2 separate regions of the Rattus norvegicus genome follow, and region 2 is linked to region 1. A link is a contact called in public Hi-C data. All regions are on one chromosome and are shown on one strand. The core of a region is the stretch at or near the end of the contact, and the rest is flanking DNA. Distances in the headings are between cores, read along the strand shown.

The links. Hi-C and Micro-C count contacts between places; a contact is called where the count stands out from the background.
Region 2: a contact with region 1 is called in a Hi-C map of kidney, with 5 times the contacts expected there. The contact joins two enhancer-like sites. A contact is called at or near these places in 4 of 12 Hi-C or Micro-C datasets (frontal cortex, hepatocytes, kidney and 1 more).

The regions. Positions count from the first base shown.
Region 1 is chr8:30,226,352-30,234,134 of GRCr8, reverse strand. All of the region lies in intron 13 of Bmper (BMP-binding endothelial regulator), which reads right to left. Among named protein-coding and RNA genes, the nearest start is that of Bmper, 220 kb to the right of the region's middle. Within about 2 kb of position 4,339, at least 6 of the 93 cell types and tissues checked have an H3K27ac peak or open chromatin away from gene starts, as enhancers often do.
Region 2 is chr8:31,305,809-31,313,591 of GRCr8, reverse strand. No RefSeq gene overlaps it. Among named protein-coding and RNA genes, the nearest start is that of Dpy19l1, 12 kb to the right of the region's middle. Within about 2 kb of position 2,656, at least 17 of the 93 cell types and tissues checked have an H3K27ac peak or open chromatin away from gene starts, as enhancers often do.

The DNA of each region.
Region 1 (7,783 bases), core at 3,090-5,589:
GAGAGTGTAGCAGCTAAGTTAACAAAAGCCCTACCAAACCATCTCGATAGTGAGTTATTTACAGCGAATGCCTGCTGTAATTGCCAGACTCTTTTACACATTAGACTATGCTGCTCACAGGGAACTTTTAAAAAAGAAAACTACTTAGGACTACAGATACTGGGAAATCCTGGTCTACTTTTAGGTTTGTGATACAAGGTCTCACTGTGTAGCCCACATTGCTACACAGCTCTCAATCCTCTGCCTCTGTCTGTTGTGTGCTGGGAATACAGAGCGTGCACTACTGCACCTCACACAAATTGATTTTTGAATCATTATAACATTGCCTGAGAGATAAATGGCTTTGCCTGAATAGCAGAAGTTAGTAAAGCATGAGAAACCCAGCACTGGCCATCATCCCCTGGTCTGCTTTGGAAGCTGATACTTTTGTGGACTCACATAGGCCTCTATGACTACAGAGACTTCTTTTAAAGGTGACACAGCTTACTGTTGCTTTAACTTTTATAATGAATCGGTGCGATCATATGAAATAGTGGGCTTCTTTATTAAACTTTCATACATGTATGTCTTTGCACTTTGCTCATGTGCATGTGCTTACACAGCCATTAGCTGGCCTCATTCTTCATCCCCATTCTGTACATGGAACACAGGGTGTCTGTTTCCCCTCCCGTTACCTTTTCGTGTCCCCTCTTCCCTGTGGAGAGTTTCCTTGCCCTATATAGCGCCTTCTATTTTTAGCCAAGGATATGAATTTTAAAAAAAAGTCCTACATGTGTCTGTCCATCAGAGTTGTGATTTTTAACAACCATCATGCTTATTCTGGAACCTGAAAGGTGCCCCTTCCTCATAAGGTCACATATCAGACTCATGTCCTATCAAGACACTGGTCCCCGAAGTTAAGGCTGGCACGTTTAATTTTTATCCCATTCTTAGGCTATGATGTCAAAGATGCCCTGACTAGAGACTCTAATCCAACATTATTGAGACAAGGAATGCTGGAAATTTCAGATTTTTTCAGTTAATTCTGAAATGTGTGTGTGTGTGTGTGTGTGTGTGTGTGTGTGTGTGTAAATAATAAGGCATTATTTCTGGACACCAAAGCCAAGTCTAAAACACAAATTAATTCCACTTTACATAGACCTTGTGTACACAGCTACAGTTACGTCCCCCTTAATGCTCTTGTGGTTAAATTGAAACCCATCGCATGCAGTGAGGTGCAGAATTTGTGCAATATTCCTCTGGAGGCATCACATCGGTGCTCAGAAGGTTCAGAGTTGGAGGCATGCTCACCCTGTAAAAACTGTCATATAGTTAGGCATAAGTCATTAGCTCTGGATGGCAAATGGTTGCTACAGGTGGGAGCCTCATCTTTTTGAATGGTGTAGCCGCTGGGGACTAGTTGGGAGGGATAAAGGGTTTAGGAAGAAAGGAAGAGATTACCAGCGGGTAAAAGGGTTTGGATGTAATTAGAATGTTTGGCAACTGCCAAACAAGTATTTTAAAAGAAAGAAATACATCTTGGAAAGTGAGCTGTCCTTACTCAACTATGAAGTATGGCTGTGCCAGGAAGAAGCTGACAGTGACTGTAGGCATTTGCTGTGCTGTCTCTCCCCCAGAGTTAACGCACCATGTCTCTTTGAGCTGCTCTTGGCAGGGCCTGGCATAGCTTGCTAAAGGAGGGTCTCGCTCATCAGCCAGGGACAGGAAAACCTGGTCACTACCCCCCTCTAGTGGTCACAAGTTAAGCATGCCTGGTAGCAGTAAATTTTTATTCCAACATTTGCTTCTAAATCAGAAGTCTCACTTTCTTGGAGGGTATATGATAAAGGACCACATAAAAATGGCTGTCTGGAAGAAAATCAATCACTTTTCTCTTAAATTCATGTTCAATCCATCACTGTCATGCTCACCGTAGAACAATTGTAGGACCAGTCGACGAACGCCCTGTAATCTAAGGGTCTGCCCTTGGAGCCTGCCAAGAAACCTGGGAGCTTGGAATCTCAGAGTCTCACTCCTCCAGAGGACAGAGTTAGTGCTGTACGAGTGGGAGACGCTTAGACTCTATCATTTAAGCAAATTTCGTTTTGCCAAGGCATTGAGCTTTATGTATTTTGGCTTGACAACCAAACAACAAAAAAATCCTTAACTCCAACCTGCCTAGCCCGAGAAAAACATCCTCCATCATAGAAGGAAGGAAAGACAGAGTGGGCGGGCACACTACTCCCATGTGCTTAGCACAACACTCTGGCCACTGTGTGGGAAGCTTTCTCTACCTAGGTCTCAGCTCTGCCCTCTAGTGTAGTTCAGTTCTGGCCCCGTCTATTAAGGTGGCTATCACGATGTATCCAGATGGACAGCCAAAGAGAATTGATCCACAGCCCCAAATGTGTGTGGGGATAGGTGGGTAGGAGCAGTCCTGCCCAGCAGGACCACCTTCCGGGGAGGGCTGCACAGCTTTCCTGCTCTCCCACTGGCCCACCTTCTCATACCCAGCAGTCTAGAAGCACTCACGTCCTAAACTGCTTGAGATTTTACAGAGACTTCATTTCATTGGTGCAAATCATTGCATTCTTGCTATAGATACTCAACTCATAGTCTCATCTCCCCACAGATTTTTCTGACACAACAGGGAAAGTGAAAGGGCCAGGAGACAGGTAAGAGTTCTGGGTTCAAAATGTAAGGGAATGCTTTCTCTTAGACTCCAGAAGGTGCTAGGCAAGTGTTTGAGAACAAGTGCCTTCTTGTTCTAGGGGATGAGGAGAGACCAGCAGCTCCTGTAGTTCTTCCTATAGCTCTTGGAAGAGCAGCACATGTGGACACAAGTTTCTAAGTTGTATGTATGTGTATTCGTGGGAATAGAAGTGGAGTAACATAACATGAATCTAGAAAGGGGACCATGAGAAAGGGATAAGAGGCTTGGGTGATATAATGATATATCACGTGATATGAACATGGAAAGGAAATCCTGAAAATGGAGGGATACAGGCAGGGAGATGGGGGAGGGGGCAGGATCGACCAATGCAAGTATATATGAAGATTCCATAAGGAGGGGCTCAGTCAGTAAAGGTTTTTCCTTACAAACACAGGGGCCTGAGTCCATCCCCCAGAACTCACATAAGACTATCAGCATGGTAGAGAGCTCTTATAATCTCAGTGCTGGAGAAGCAGGAGGATCCCTGGGGCTTGCTTGCTGGCCAGTTAGTCTAAATTAATTAGTGGGCTCCATGCCAATGACAGGTGGCTGACATTCCTGAAAATGGGAAGTAAAGTTGTTCTCTGTTCACAATGTACCACACCTGGTACATAAGCAAGCACCTGCACATGCATGAACAGGCACACACACTCACATGCACACATACACATGTGCACATAAAATTTTAATGTCATAGGAAAACATGTTATTTTATATGTTGTTGAAACATAAATAAATAAATATTAAAAAATGAAAATGCTACCTTTGTGAGAAGTGGGGTAAAAGACACACTGGTTTCTCTCTGTTCTTTTTTTTTTTTTTTCATACAACTAAATGTGGGTCTGCAATTGTTTCAAATAAAACAGGAGAAAGAAGAAAGGAAACTGGAGTGGGGCACAAAGAAACAAAGGGAAGATAAATGTCTTGTTTAATGTGACATAATTAGAAGCACAATCTGTTACCACAATAAAGAAGAAAGTAAAGACATTTATGTGCCTGATGCTTGACCAACTCCATTTCTGGGTCTGCACTTAGCATAAATACACATGAAGTTCAGTAACTTATAAGGTTTGCTGATGAGGCTGTAGGTCAGGATGGTAACCACCTTTGGAGTGAGGAATAGACAGGTACATGGATGGAGAGAGGGGGGAGGGAAGAAGGGAGGGAGGGAGGGAGAGAGAGAGAGAGAGAGAGAGAGAGAGAGAGAGAGAGAGAGAGAGAGAGAGAGAATATAGACCAACTTACCCAGTTGTGTGCTCTTGGGCACAATATCTTCCCTCTCATGAAATCACTTACTTTGAGTCACACAGACAAGTATATAACAAGACATATGGTCTATGCTGCTAATTTCTAATGAAAAGAGGAAAAAAAAGAGCTATAGCTGTTGCTAGAGAGGGACAAGGCAAGGCAGAAACCACTTGCCATTACCCCTGCTTGAGTCAAGGGCAGGCAAGATGGGGCACGGTGCTGTCTTTTTTATGGTTCCAGGGTGCTGTTCCTCTGCCCCACTCTCAGGGGCTTCATGAGGTTGGCCTCTCGTATCACAGCACAACTCTCACCATTCTGGCAACAGTGTGGGTGTGCCCAAGGGCTCCGGGAGTGAGGGAGAGGAAAGACACAGAAGGCATGCAGTATCCCTGGCCACACACTAGCCACACGCAGTAGCCGCCACCCACCTCTGCTTCAAAGGGCTGGTCCTCCCATAGGCCTTTCTCACATTAAGCAGTGGCTGTCTGCCAAGCCCCACAACCCGCAGAGGCACAAATCCTCCACCATGTGCCTTAATAATAGGGCGGCGGCGGCAGCAGTGGCGGCTGTTCCCAGAGGATGTGGTGCTGGGATGAGCTTTTTCAGATGCTGGGAGCCTTTCATCAAGACTTCTGTGTCTTTTGGCTCCAAAATAAACCAGTATTCACATCCATTCACTGCATAAGGAAAGGTCTTTCACACCATGCGCTTTGGACAGCCATGGATGCTCCACGATAATCAGTCGGCTGGACCCAAAGAGAGCTGCTCATCCCAGAACCTATCCCCACCCAACCCACAGTGCTGAAGCAGACATTTTCAACTCAAAGTAAAGGAAATCATCCACTAGAGGTTCCAACGGCAAATTAGACATTATAACCCACTAGCCTCAGGGCCAGCCTCTTAGATAGGACCCAAAAGGTAGAAAGAAAAACTCGCTTCCAGAAGCAACTAGGAGAGGTCTGAAAGTCCTCAACTCTTGTCCAAAACTATATTGCTGTTGTCCACATCCCTAATAAGTGGCAAAATGTGTATTCAAAGCCTGTCCAGCACTTCATCCTCTGTGTTCTATAGCCCATCCTATTCCTAGATTATTCTTCTGCTGCCTCTGGTTAAAACCTGTCCCCTCTTCAACAGCAGCCCAATAGATTTCTCAGAGAAGGCTTCTGGAATACCCTTACCACATGAGGTGACCCCAAGACTTCCTCTGATACTCTGCATGCCTCTTATCACACCTGCAACTGTGTCCTCATGTGATTGGTTCCACTTGAGCTCCAGGTCAGACAAGCCTTGTTCACCAATTCCCCCACTCTGTGCAGTCCCTAGCCCTGAGTACATACTCACGACCTATTCCCTGAGTGCATCATTCACACCCACTCGTAATGAGTGGTAAAGTGGGGACTGAGGAGAAGCACAGGAAAGAGATGTTGGTGGTAAATAGGTGAGGAGACTGGGTAGCTGGCTGAGTAGTGGCGGTGGGGACTGAAGAAGAGGGGAAAAGCCCTAAGAGGTGAAATAAAATCACCATCCTACTAGTGGCTAGTGTCAAATCCCAAGGAAGGAAAGAAGAAAGAAAGGAAGAGAAAAAAACATAAAAAGTCCTGTGCAAGGAAGATGAGAATTTGCTTTTTCAGAGGACAGTGTGACAAGACCAACATAACCATCAGTAGTTAAAGAGGAATAACAAAAGCCCTGTGTAAATTTCCATCAGAGAGAGCAGAAGTGAATGAGATTTACAGACGTCTACAGATGAGGAAAGCCTGAAGATACGATACCTCTACAGAATGAGAATGCACACACACACACACACACACACACACACACACACGTATACACACATCCACATCCACACACACACATCCACACACACACACACACACACACACACACTCACGCACGCACACAGCATCCCTCTCTCCTCCTTAGGAACCCAAAGGAAACAAACTAAAATGCATAGCGTGAAGTCTCCCTAACTCACATTGGGAGACAACAACACAACTGTTCTTCTAGTCCTCATTTTTAAGCTCTAACTCTAACTTCTGACAAGCAGAAGATCTAAAATTTACAGAGGATTTTCCAATGAGATTAGGATTGTTCTTTATAGATATTTTTTCCCTTGGTGTCCTTAATACTTCTTCTAAAGAGTGAAGGTCTCAACAGTAATGATCATGGCCACACACTTTTGTTCAGGGTTCTCAGGACCCATCACAGGCTGGATGACACGGTTATAGAATCACAGAGTCTCGTCAGACCTTAAGGAAGGAACAGACTCCATGCAGCAGTTCCGCCTCTAACACTCCTGACAGATGGTCGCCCCTCTGTATCATCTGTCTGAGATGGGGAGCTCAGTGTCTTTTTAGGAATCTCATTCCCATGATAGACAATTACCACATCCAGCACTCAGGAAGGCTTCTCATATTTTCATATTTTAAATGAAAATGTGTTCTGTAGCTCCCACCTATCCCATTTATTCCAGCTCTACCTTATGCTGCATTATAGAATTATCCTATTCTAGTTCACACTGCATATGACATCTTCCTCAAATACATGACACAAAATAAAAATGTCCCACTTAGAAACAAAATTTTTGGGATAACTTCCAGAAATACCCTGTCTTGTTTTTTAATTCCTATACCTTGATTCCCTTCACATCTATCAGCTAAAAGATGTCTCACCAGGGCTAGAGAGGCAGCTCAGCCATTAAAGTCTAGGCTCACAAACAAAAACTCTTAGAGTTGTCTTACCTGAGTACAAATTTCTTCCCTTTTATTTATCCTTTCAACAAATCTCTTGAGCAGAGCATTGTGCTAATCTCCAAGCAAGGGGCAAAGGCGACATGAGAGGGCTCCTACCCTAAGCTAACAATGTGCTAATAAACTGTAAAAGAAGGACAAGGATGGTGTATATCATAAGTAACACAATATAATCACAGAGTCCAAGAAAACCATAGAACACTCTTGGATGGTGTCAGAGAGTAGAAAAAGTTAGGGAAGATTTCAAGGACAAGGGTTTGTTTGAGTGATGTGCCAAAAGGAAGAAGGTTTACCCAGGTAAAAAGAAAGGAAGAATTTTTTTCCTCCTAACCAGTATAGACTTATGGACCTTCGAGTCATGGTTTGAAGAGAAACATGACAGAACAACAAAAGGATCCCAGGAGGAGAGATGGGGCATGGGGTGGAAATTAGGACTCAAAGAAAAGCTTTGAGAGGGAGAAGACAGGTCCCAACTGAGAAACATAATGTTTCAAGGTGAGAGAAAGTCTACACAAAGGCTGAAATGGGGTGGGTGCCCTGTTGAAGAGGTGAAGCTAAGGATCTGGAGCCGCTTTCTGTCTTCCCACAGATCATAAGTGTATAGTAATGGAGCTGATCCTAGGAAGACAATCAGAGAAGGTGAGGCGTATTTAAATATGGCCAATGTCTGGCAGGAGACCCAGGCAGGTATGCTGGAAAACATTTAACACCAGACTCAGGAGTGCAAAAACAGGGAACTCCTGAGTGTTGACCCATATCTATTTCAATGCTACAAATACTCAGTGTAGCATGTTTTGATCTACACTAGTCTCTGAAACCAGAGTCAAGAAAGAACTTTACCCATTGGCTGTGGAGAGTCAGCATAATCCTGCTCCAGATCACCAGTGCACTCAAGTAAAATGTTCAACAGTCATTCGAGGGGTCAAGGGTTGGGTCAGTCTCTTCCTTACTGCTCAGGAAATGCTGTGTCATTCTTTGCAACATAGTTAGCACCGTGACGGTAGGCAGACCAGAGTTTCCCTACTGATGTGGTCTCAACTTCAGCTCAAAGCATAAACCGGTTCTCATTCCCTCTATAAACAATCATATATAA
Region 2 (7,783 bases), core at 1,407-3,906, 1.1 Mb before region 1:
TTTACAATAGCTTTTGTTAGTAAGGGGTTTTAGCCAGACCGTCTGATTCATGACAAACCTATGAAGTACACTTATTCCCAAATTACAAATGATGAAACCCAGACTCAGAGAAGATAGAAACACTTATTGTCATCATAATTAGCAAATGGCCGAGCATTGAGAGTCACCTGGCTATAAGGGCTGAGTTCTTTCTCTGTACCACGATGAGCTGATTCACAGACAGCAACACAAACACTCCATACAGATATACCCACAAACACACACTGCAAACGATACTTGTAAATTCAGACCCACACACGAGACTCTGCAACTAACAGCAATTCAAATGTGCAGGTAGAAAATTCCATTGTTTTTTTATCACCATCCTATTTAGCATATATAAAGTGCCATGAGTTGCAGACCCTGTTTCCTTGGAAATTGCTATTTCCAGGAAATAGCAATTGCATTGCAGAGGGTACCATTCCAAACTGCAGCAAGTGAAGTGTGCATGATCCCTGTCCCCATTAGGTTTTTGGTCCAGCAAGTTTGGTCAAAGCACAATAAAATAAAGTGGAGAGTTGCACACATGGTCACGAGGTACATGAAAGTGAAATCAAGTAAGGCAAGGACATGGAGTAAGAGAAGGGTCTGTTTGAAGACACGGACCACCTCTGAGGTGGCACCTTAGTCGGAGAGATCTGACTGAAGCAAAAGGCAGGGTCATAGAGAGCATTGGTGAGGTCTAGGAAGATCTCCCAGTCTATGAAAATGGCTAGCACATGTGCCAAAACACACACTTGCCGTGTGGCAAGTGACCTATGTGGCTGGGTGAGCGAACAATGCTGAGAAGGGAAGGTGTGTGGTTACGGATGTCCTTGTAGCTAGCTTCTAATTTTCCCATGTACGTTTATCTCCCTGGTTAGCTTCAAATTCTTTATCAGGTCATCCCTCTGCTTCCTTTATTTATCCCCACAGTGTCTGTTCTTGGCACCTCGCTGGGCATAGAGCAGATTCTGAATAAAGTCATGATGGATGAAGATGTTAGAGTGGCCCTGCAGAAGAAGCACTTTCAGGACCAGCAAGTACATAATAGGAAAGCCAGGATTTATTTGTCTTGATTTGCTTTCTATCGCTGTGATATATATTAAAACCAAAAGCAACTTGAGGAAGAAATAGTCTATTTTAGCTTACACTTCCAGGGCCATCATCCGTGGAACCCAGAGTAGGAGCTTGGGGCAGGAACGTGGAGGCAGGAACTGAAGCAGAGACCACAGGGAAACCTGCTTACTGGCTTGCTCTCTGTGGCTTGCTCCACTTGCTTTCTTTTAGCTGTCTAGGGGTGTCACTGCCTGCAGTGAGCTGGACCTCCGCAGCCATCTTTAATAAAGAAAATGTCCACATAGACGCCCGTGTGGCAAATAGATGGCGATAATTCCTTGACTGAGGTTCCCTCTTCCCAGATGGTTCCAGTTTCTGTTATGTTGGCAAAAACCAACCAGCATCATATCATTGCTCTTGGGACTAAGAGAGAGTTCTTCTGAGGAGGGAATGCCCTCACTTGATCATGGTGGCATCCGGTATCACCTAGTCAGGGTTGGTACAGTGATTATTCAGGGCTAAGTGTCCATTGTGACACTCCAGGGTTACCAGTTAGGCCACAAGGTACGTCCCATGTCCCCAGGATACGTAGGCCCCTTAGAAACTAGTGGATCTCTAAGGAGAGTATTAGGAAGGTGCTCTTCCTATAAAGTGTTCCGGAGGACCCTGGCTTTCCACGGGCAAGCATGTTGGTACTCCACTGTGGGCTTCTGACATGACACGGAGACAGAGAAAACTCACCAGGCATCTAGTCACTTCGTCCCTCAGAGGATTTCCACACGTCGCTCCAGGAGCTCTGATACTTTCTTATATAAACAAAATCAGGGAGAGGGGCTAAGCAAAGTCAACCAAGCTTTTGAAATGGTTTTCTTCTGCCCTAGGGCTTTACAGAGCTTTAAGCATCCTAAAAGGATAGTATCCCTTTATAAAGTGCTTATAAACTGCTTAGTGAATTGTTGTCCTTGATGACTTAGCAAAATGTACTCGATGCACATCTCTGTCAGCTTCACGACTGTATACTGCCTAATTAGCTGCAACCGAATTTTTTTAGTCTATAAGCAAGATAATAACCTAGGTTTACCATCTGGGAAGCTTTCCCTACTCCCAAACGTTTCTCCTGTTTCCTTTCCCCCTTCTCCTCTCCTCTACCTCTCCTTATCACCTTCCTCCTCTCCTTCCCCACTCTCTACTCCCTCCCCACTTCTTCTTTTCTGTACTATAGGAGAATATCTTGAGTAAAACAAACTCAGAAAGCAAATAGAAACTTAGTAGTGATCATTTTTAACTGGCCATAGAGCTCATGAAAGAAAAACAATGAAAAAAATGACATCTTAAAAACTTAACACATAATTATTGGCTTAGCTCACGCACCGTGTGAGTACCAAAAGAAGATATATTATATGTATCTATGGATGTGTCTCTGAATGAATGTGTTCATTAGGCCTTGAGCACAGTGCCGCTGTGCTTTGCTGCAGTACGCTAGGGGGAGCCTTTCAACAGGATTCTGTGTTCCCATCCCCTGGAGTGCAGCCTTAGAGAGCTGCAGTAGAAACAGCACAGGAAGCAGATGACAGTTCAGGATCTTAATAGCGCATGGTTAACTCAGGAAAGAAGCTAGACCACACCACCAGCCCGCACCCAGTACACACACTTTCCTTGCAAGCAACAGAGTAGGCAGGTGGGAACGACTCCCTCTGCAGTGCTGTCTGTGCTCAACCCCAAACAGACTACCAAGTTATGAGAGGAGGCAAGAAAATCACAGCAGGCGGTAGGTAGGCTCGGTGCCACCTTTCAAAGAAGCCAGAGCCACCTGCGCACAGTCAGATTCCAGGAAAAGCCAGAGTGCCCTGAAGCCTGCTCCTGGAGAACAGTGTGTTTGCGCTGCATGATCCTGGTGGGAAGGAGCTGCCCCTGGATGCCAACTGAAGGAGGAGAGAGCTAGGCTGACAGAAGGCTTGCATAATACCTTAACCTCCTATGCTTCCCAAGGCTCAGAAGTCATCTGGCTAATTCTGCAGTGAGTGGATGAATTGATTTTAGTCCAGCAGCTAAAAAAAAAAAAATTCCTGAGTGATCCTGGAAGTCACTTTCTTATAGCCAACAGCATAGAGGCCAACAGCATAGAGAATGACTCGGGTTTAAAAGCAAGAATTTATCAACTTACACTGCTTTGTGAATTGGCACAGTTAGCCAGGAGGTTTTGGTGTTTTGCTGATGAGTGTCTAGAACTAGGCTTCTCTTGGGGACTTTTCCATTTGTAATGTCCAGAGCTTGGGCTGGGAAGAAGAACACATCTGGGGTTGGTACATTGAAGGTCTCTAGCACCTCTCCTTACCACAGGGAGTGTCTCTCTTTGTGGACTTTCTAGCATGGTGACCAACGGGATCCAAAAGTGCTTGTCTCAGGTGGAATTGTCAATTTCATTTGTGATTAGCTGCTCTTTGATTAGGAGGCTGGTCTCCATGCTTCTTCCAGCATGCATTTCTGGGGGCCAGAGAGAAGTGCTGCCAGGAACCCAGGAGACAAGCCAAACAACCTCATAATCAAAGGATACATAGGCTGTTAGAGAGTCCAGTGGATCTAAGTTTCTCCTACGTTAAGTCAAACAGACAACTTGTGATAGATCTGTGGAGGGTGGAGGTATAGCTGAGCCGATGAGGCAGAGGGATTCGCCTGGTGAACACTGCCATGCTGCCCACACAGAAGATGGAGGAAGACTAAGTCGCAACTGGTATTATGCCCTATCTATCGCTTTGAGCCCGAAACTCACAGCTTCCTCATTCACAGTGCACTAGCGAACAGATAATCATCCAGATCGTAAAAATAGTATTTCCCCCTTTACTGTCACAATAAAGCCATCTTGAATGAGGCAGAAATATTGCCAGTCAGTAGCTTTGCTTTTGCCTGACTTTGCCCTTGATCCAAATCAAGCTCTTAGATCTGTCACCCAATCTCAGTGGTGGGCAGGCTATGCTCAGTCAAGAATGGTAGTAAGCTAGTTGCCATTGGGATAGTTACCAGAAACCATTGCATTTGTATAAGACAGGTAAACATGTTGTTCTATACTCTTTTCAATTGTCATACAGTTCATCAAGTCAGGGACATTCTACCCCCGTCCTTCCTTTCTCCTCCCTCTTTCTCCCCACTCTTCTCACAGCCCGCTGCACCCCGCCCTCCTGCTCTCATGCTGGCCTCACCACTTCTCTTTTCTGAGTTGGAGCCCAGTGCTTGCCCAAACTCAATGCTCCCCCAGTACAACAGTGCTGTCCATCAGACACTTAGGATTTGTGGTGGTTGCTGTCTTCAACAATTTGTTGCTGAGCTAAACTTTAGGGCAGGACAAGGCTTTCTTCTTATTTACCCTCAAAATCAAGTGTGCTGCCCATTCCCTAGTGGGACCTGAAGTTACAAATCAATGTTGTTTGTTTGTTTGTTTTTTTAACTATTGAATTTCCCAACCAACAAGGCCTTGAGAATGCTGAGATGATTAATTAATGTGCTGGTTGAACTTGTATCTCTTATGCTCATTGTGAGCATTTGGAGTCTAACCAAAGGAGCTACATTGATGTTTGAAAACAAACTTCTCCCATATAATTTCTTCTTTTTAATGAAATATCTTCAAGTGCATTCTACGTAAGAAAGGACCGGGGGAAAGTGGATATATAAGAATGTGAACTGAATGCTGAAGCCCTAGCATTTCCACACAGACATTATCACTTGAAATGAAAAAAAAAAACCCATAATTTTGGGTGGATTTCTGAAAGAAATCTGAAGACCAGAGGAAACAAGCACTGAGAGCTGAGCAGTCAGAGTTCCCTCTTCCCAGGGCGACTTGCGCCCATCTCGGTTTCCCAGGGCGACTGACCAATCTCCATTCCACTTTATCAAAGCTTTGGAGACTGGATAGGAAGGCAAGATTTGTGACCTTCCTTCTTCCCTTCAGGGTATCACCAAATGACGCCACTAAAGTCATGTGACTGCTGTGGTACATCCGAGGACCAAATGTATTCAGGAAGCACTCACATGAGTCCCTGGAGAAGCCCTGATTTCTTCCCTCATGAAGAGTCACGTGACCTTTCAAAGAACATTCCCAGTCGAGGAGAATTGACCTCTTTAGCAACAATAAATCTGGGCCTTATCCTGAAGCCTGGGGTCCTCCCCAGATACCCCAAGCTTATCTCTGCAGGCATCCTAGCAACCCCTATCCCTCCTCCCCAGCATCCACATCGGCACCACAGGCCTTGGCTTTACCCTCAACTACTTTTTGTTTAAAATCTGTTTCCAGGAAGGCTGGAAGACTGACACGCACCGCTGATGTCTTGTTCTGCCTTCCAACTACCTTTCCAACTTGGTTATATAAATATCTCCCCATTCACATTTATTTTCAGAGCCAGTGGCTTCCTAGCCATGAGGGTGTCACAACACACTGGCGTGCTTCCATGGGCTGTGAGCAGTGGAAAAGTCATTTGTTACTAACAATAGAATGTCAGTCTGCCAGGGGCTTAGTTATAAATATATAAATTAAAGGGGAGTCAAGTTAATCCCTGCCAAATGCCACACTCTGTTGCTCTGTACATAACTTCTGAAAGCCTACGATTGGAATGACGGCCACCTTTCCAAAGAAGCAATTTTGAGTTTTTAAGAGACATCACAGATCACAGTGCCTGCCTTCCATGAATACTGTACCTCAACGGCAATTCTAGTACTATAAGGACGGAGTAGTACAAACCTGTTCGAGTCTTCTCTTGACCTGCTGTGTAACCGCAAATGAGTTACTCAGAGTCCCTGTGTCCTTATGCTACATTACTGGGCATGGCAACATGCACCTTGCAGAATGCCGTGAGAATTACACACGCTCGTGTTTGGCAAGGACTACAAGAATGCCTGCACTGGGAATGGCTGGCCTTTGAGCGTTACCATTTGGAACAGTGAGCTTTTCCCCTCCCCCTGCTGTCTGCTCAGTCTGTTTTGGGTGGGAAGAGCAAACGTGCCTTTACTGTGATGGGTACTGTACTGTAGTTGGAACAAACAGGTGAGAAAGCCTGATTTCAACAGGCAGCTTGTCACGGGGCTGCAGGGTGGTTTCTTTGAGGCACTAGCTGTGTCACCTCTGTTCCGGTTTCCAGTGAACTGCTCCTTGGCTTGTTGGGACCCTTCCTCCTCTCTATCTGCCTGTGCCCTCTGCCTTTGTTGTCCTAGTCAGGGTCCTCTGTTCTTCTTACCTCACTGGCTTCTTTCTCCCAGTGATCTTATCGAGTCAGGGCTTTGAGAGCACACACAGCTGGCAAACATGGCCAGCGGAAGGAATCATCAGCTCCCCTATAGTGTTCAGTGAGGCAAACTGACGTGCAGACTGGACCTCTTGCTCTTGGAATAGTTTCATCATCTCCCCATGTAGCCTCTGCAGACGGACTGGGCTTCACCGAAGTGGGCGAGTCTGCACTGACTGTGACTGGGGTGCGCCCCAGGACTGGTCTTCTTTTACAGTGGATACTTGAGTGAGTCTCTCCATGTATACCGGACTCCCATGGAGAAAATAATATCAAAGGTTCAGCTTTGAAGCAAATACTGAAAGTGCTCTATGGGTAACTTCTTAGAGACCCGGTTGTGTTTATTTCATCAGGGGAGAGAGGAAAAGAGAACAAACTTGGGTCTGTGTGAGTTTCAAGGGAACCACGGATCAGTGTGTGTGTGTGTGTATGTGTGTGTGTGTATGTGTGTGTGTGTGTGTGTGTGTGTGTGTGTGTGTGTCAGCTTGCCCGTAACATTGTTTTAGATTCAGCTGTGAGTAAAGACACAACACTGGACCACTGTGGCATCCAATCAGGAGAATCCAGAGGCTCAACTTGATTTTCTCTGACTTTCACATTTGAAGCAAGTGAGAACTGAAGAAAGTTCGGAGTCAGGGAGGACACTGGCCTATAAGTATCATTAAGTTACTGTGTTCGTCCTCAGACATCCCACCAACACCCCCATATAACCCTCAAGACTGGCTGGAAGCCAGTAGCATGTGCAGTTACAGGACCAAGGATAAAATCTCATGCTTAGTGAGACTGCTTCTTTTGTTGACTGTACTGTCAGAACAAACTGCTCCCCCCCACACACCCGTCTGAATTTTCATCTTAACTCACAGCAGTAGAATTGGGGGTTCTGTTCCTCTCAAGACTGCTCAGAGGTCACACAAAGTATTCCTCCCAAGGTTGCTGGGAACCTACTATGGTTTTCACTGCTCCACAAGCAAGGTCAAGGCCAGTAGCACATGACTCCACTTTGGCTCTTCTGAAGTAGTATTGATTCTTCAATGCACGATGGCCACAGGTCAGGGACAGAAGTCAGTAGGTAGAACGGATGCAGTGAGTTCTCTTCTGAAAAGACCAGTTCTCTTCCCCACTATCCTCCCCTTACCTGTTGTTTGCTACAAAACTTAGTCAGAGCTTCATGGCAGGCAAAGCAAAGTGTTCCCTCCCTGAGTGGTATATACACTGATTGGGTCCATCTGCAGCTGCCCTTCATCTTTAGTTACTTGACAGAAAAACAATGTCCCTTGTCAGGTCATCTGGACACTTGTTTAATAAGCAAAGTAACTAAACCTCTAAGCACCTTGATTTAAAAATATATCTGTAAGATTATTTAAGAATAATGACTGTTTGAAATGAACAGTGAATGCTTTGGGTGGGAGAACTTTCCTCAGTCTGTGGCCTACTCA